Linked DNA regions of Lactuca sativa: region 2 is linked to region 1. A link is a contact called in public Hi-C data. All regions are on one chromosome and are shown on one strand. Each heading gives the region's core, a stretch centred on a gene start, on an enhancer-like site or on the middle of the called end of the contact. The rest is flanking DNA. Distances are from core to core; before and after follow the strand shown.

Region 1 (2,524 bases), core at 17-2,516:
CAAATTATCAAAATCTAGGTCAACAGTTAACATGCAATTTACATTTACCTTTTTAGGGCAAGCATCAAAGAGTCGGCCAGGGTTGTATTTAGTAGTTGACGTTCGTAATATTGCTTCACATCCACACGAGCATTGAACTGATTTCATCGAACCCTTCATTTCAGTTAGGTCACTTGAACGGTAAGAAGAATATGAGAGCAAAAGAAAGCTTATTAAGCCCACATATGTGTCTGAAACATGAGTATATGTAAGGGTAAATTGTGAAAGGACGAAATTACCCTCTTTCACACTAATTAACTATAATTTCCATTAACTACTATTTTTCCATTAAATAAACCCGGTTACAAAGTTTAGTTTATACAAAATTGCCTGTGCTTAGACAGGTCTTCAATCACCTTCGCCAAAACAAACACATAAACCCTAATACACAACATTATACTACCAAAAGAAGACACATCCATACCTAATCAACACAAACACTACGAACCACCTACATAAACACCAACAAATCAGGGGTTCACGATACGAAGAAACTTCTCCACCATAAAACCAAAAGTCACAATCACAAGTCTAATCACCAATACAGTCAACGAAGTCACCTTTTTCTCTGTGCACTCAATCTGACGATGTAATGCGAGTGACTGAACCCTGCATAACACCAAATCTCGACCCATTTCTTCTTTGAACCGGGCGACTTCCATTTTCTGCTCTGCAATTTCTGCTCCACAATCACAATAAATTGTATGCAAATCGCCGAAGTTGAGACGGTCTCGTGAATTTATAGATATTGACTCCGGCGAAAGTGGTGGTGGGGTCGCCATCGTGACTCACGTGAATGCGAAGTATCGAGGTTATGTCGGATTGTCGGTAACCTTTAGTGGAAAAGGGTATTGAAGATTTAGGGTTTCATCGAATAAGCCACTGCTTTTATGGACTGATGGGTCCACAGTGACCCTTAGGCCCCAAGCAAGGAACCGGTCACAACTCAGTGACATGTACATGAGTTAACTCAGACTCAACTCACTTGCTGATTATGCTTATTACGTGTATGGTTTACCTGTTAAAACAGGTAACTGGACCAATTTAGCCGGTAAAGTAAAACTTGGTTCCTCTCAAGTGCGAAAAAAAAACAATAGGGACCATTTAAGCCATAACTAGAAAAATGGTTGGGTGAGAGTGACATTTACCCTAAAAATAAATGAATAGGAAGATTTTAAAGATAAATAGATAAAAATTGTTGATGTTTTATTTCTATTATTTGATTGCATTTTTGTTGCAAAATTCCCTACTCCAACTTATCATCGTCTTCACTGAAAGAAAAGAAAATCCTACTAGAATTACACAAGATCGGAGCCATAATTTGGGAAAGCATCACTACCAATCGCTGGGGTTTTGGATGATCGGTTTTAATAATAATTCAATCAGTTTGCCACATTTTATAGTTTCTTAATGGGAGCGAGTAGAAAGCTTCAAGGCGAGATCGATCGGGTTTTGAAGAAAGTCCAGGAAGGAGTCGATATTTTCGACAGTATTTGGAACAAGGCAATTTCATTTAGTTATCTTCAACTTCTTGATTTTTTTTTTCGTTTAATGCATATATTGATAGTTGATGTGTAACAGTCAGTTGTCGAAATTTCGTTGTTTAGGTTTACGATACTGACAATGCCAATCAGAAGGAGAAATTTGAAGCCGATTTGAAGAAGGAGATCAAGAAACTTCAGAGGCACAGAGACCAGATTAAGACATGGATACAGTTCACCGAGATCAAGGATAAAAAGGTTAGTTTAATCGCTCTGTACAGTTGCTGCTTGCTTACCGAGTTACTGAAGTATCGAATACTGTTTTCCTAGTAGTTGTGTGCTGTTCGCTATTAGGTTTATCTCAATCCACAGAAAATATATTTACAACAAAATTCTCTTTCATGCATGTTGACATCGGTTAGTGCCTCTTATGAGCAGGCTCTAATGGATGCTCGGAAGCTTATTGAAAAAGAAATGGAACGGTTTAAGATATGTGAAAAGGAAACAAAGACAAAAGCATTCTCCAAGGAAGGCCTTGGACAGCAGCCTAAAACAGTATGTATTACTATATTTCCACCATTGTTACTGTATGAATCTGAAATTGGACATTTGTGTACATCTTTTTTCCTGCATTAATCTGTTAATTCTCTGTCGTAGGATCCAAAGGAGAAAGCAAAGTCAGAGACTAGAGATTGGTTGAACAATACAGTATGGAACTATAGTACTATACTTTCATTTTGAAGTCTGATTTTGAATCACAAATTGGACATTTATATAAATAATTAAATATACATTTTCTTGAATTAGGTGTCTGAGCTTGAATCTCAAATTGATAGTTTTGAAGCTGAGATGGAGGGGTTATCTGTTAAAAAAGGGAAAGCAAGGCCACCAAGATTGGTAATATAGCAAATGAAGGGTACAATTTCTGATGAATAATGATCATTGTTAAAATTTCATAACTTAATAAGCAATTTGTTTCACAGACTCATTTGGAATCATCAATC
Region 2 (2,524 bases), core at 14-2,513, 160 kb after region 1:
CTTACTGGCAAGTAAAATTGTCACGAGCTAATACGTTTTTTCGGCTAAGCAAACTCACAAATCTTCTTCTCTTAACAACCTGAAGCAAATGTGGAACCTGATAGAAAAGAGATAATTTGAACATTCAAATTGCAAATAGATAGTGTTATGATTCTCATGAAGGATTAGTGAATTGATAATACAGTAGTATGTGATGAATAATGAATTACCCTTAAAACAGCAGGTATATAGAAGGATCCATTAGGAGAGTTCACAGTTTGATCATAATATTCAAGAACATCAGCCTGTGTATATGATACATTCACAGATTTCATACATAAGATCAATAATTTTCATGAATATTAGTCTATTAGATGATTACAAGTTTTCATTTTTCAAATCTCTAACCTTTTCCATGAACTCCAAACAAATGGCACGTTTCCAGCAGACAACATTTATAGGCCTAGAACAACAATCACAATCAGATCCAATCACTGTTATTACTATACAGTATTAAGAAGCCAATCAGAGATGTAGCTTAACTAACAGTCTAAAAGTAGGAAGAATCCACAGATACATGTTGATGTATGACAGCTTAACTAATAAGATTTCAGTCGCACCACATCAGATTAAACTAATATTGTATAAAAAAGGAAGATGAGAAGCACAAACCTGTACGAGATGTCCAAAACTAAACCTCTGAAACAAGACAGATTATCACTCTCATAATCAGGATCTCCCAACAGTTCATCATAAATAGCTTGCTGATCGACAATCGCGTCCTTTTCATTGCCTTTCATGCTCTTCGACTTGCTCCCAGACGCCGACGCGAAGACTCTAGTATCTCTGGTGGTACGATTTTGGGTATAATTGGTTAATGCCGTGATCTTCCGTTTGTCTGATAGTCTCAACCCCCTACAACTTCTGCCACCGTACAACGGAGCGCCGATGATATCTTTTGGCTCAAACCCTACCGACATTTCGTCGACGATGAAGATCGGCTTCAGGCGACGGAGGGCGGTGAATTCCGCCATCAATAAAAGCGTTCTGGAGTGTGTTTGATCGATTCGAATCAAATTTCAACTGATTTAAAACATAATTCTCAGATCCTGACGAATTTGAACACCTTTTGTTGGAATGTGTAAGTAATTGAGTTGTGGAAGTCTTGTCTAAATCATTTTTTCCGGGAAAAATCTGTTACCACATATTCCCTCTTCCCAACTTCGAATATCTTCTGCCTTCACCCTCTGTGAAATTACTATTCAGTCCTTTGTGTCGCTCGATTTGGCTTACAATAATAAGTTTTTGTTTTTTTTTTTTAAAGTTGAAGTGTTTAACCATATGATGTTTTTGATTTTTCATTTATTTCAGAATTCAGATGCAAAATGTCATTTTTTTTAACATAAAAAAATTAGCATGCATAGATGGCATTATACAATAACTTTTCAAAATAATAATATATTAATATTTAAATATAAAAAATATAGAATACTAAAAATGATTAATAAGACAGTATCTAATCGTGATCTTTGAATTGTATTGTATGATATTCGTATGTTTGTCAAATTCTTGAATGATATATTTAGGATATATGATCTGATATTCATAAGTTAAAAAACTTCAACAGACAAATTTAAAAGTAACTCATTTCACAAATTTCCATTATGTTTTATTTTATGGGATCAATGATACTTAATAGACAATATTTTACAAACAACAACACAACAAACTAACTATTGTTAGGTATTTACCTATTCTAGTCATACATGTCTTAGACGTATGCCTAACTTAACATTATTACATATCAGTGGCGGAGCTAGAAATTTTTATATGGAGTACAAACATTATCAATAAATATTCTATTGTTAGGATATGTTTGTCGAATTCTTGAATAATATATTTAGGATATATGATCTATATTTTAAACAAATTTAAAAGTAAACTTATTTGACAAATTTTCGTCATGCTTTATTTAACGGGATCAATGATCCTTATATAGGCATTATTTTACAAACAACAACACAAAAGATTAACTATTGTTAGTTATTTACCTATTCTAGTCATACCTATGTTAGACATATATTTAACTATCCATCAGACCAACGTGTCATACACACAATACATTACTATTATATATTTGACAAATATCAATATATCATAACTGTTTCATGTTTGATAGGTAATAATTGAATCGTACTTGAAGCAGTAGATTTGTGTTTGCTTTTATCTATTCCCCCATGTATCTCATATCTCATGTTGAAAAAATATCACCTATACTAGCCTTGAAAAGATAACCTAGTATTAACTTCTACCTTGTCTTTTTATGTTAGTAGAATTTACTTTATACATGTCCAAGGATTCCATTCAATCAATTTAACATTCAAGTTCATGTCCTACGATTGTCAATAATGGAATTCTCTCATTTATTATCCAATTCTAGTTCTTCTCTCGATCATAAGATACTTACTTAGATATCTTAAGAAAACCATGTATTTTAACCATTTAACTTTACCAAATTGTTATATATGTATTGTTAATTACACAA

Evidence for each region. Hi-C and Micro-C count contacts between places; a contact is called where the count stands out from the background.
Region 2: a Hi-C map of seed shows a contact between it and region 1, with 4 times the contacts expected there. The contact joins the promoter of LOC111905328 here to the promoter of LOC111905325 in region 1. A contact is called at or near these places in 3 of 4 Hi-C or Micro-C datasets (leaf and seed).

Annotation. Positions count from the first base shown.
Region 1 is chr6:53,508,327-53,510,850 of Lsat_Salinas_v11, forward strand. LOC111905325 (general negative regulator of transcription subunit 3) reads left to right here and starts at 1,267. Exons shown (of 13, transcript XM_023901020.3): 1 at 1,267-1,542; 2 at 1,647-1,778; 3 at 1,959-2,075; 4 at 2,178-2,228; 5 at 2,328-2,417; 6 at 2,504-2,524. The coding sequence starts at 1,450.
Region 2 is chr6:53,670,934-53,673,457 of Lsat_Salinas_v11, forward strand. LOC111905328 reads right to left here and starts at 1,264. Exons shown (of 7, transcript XM_023901023.2): 1 at 652-1,264; 2 at 388-442; 3 at 210-284; 4 at 6-97. The coding sequence starts at 1,013.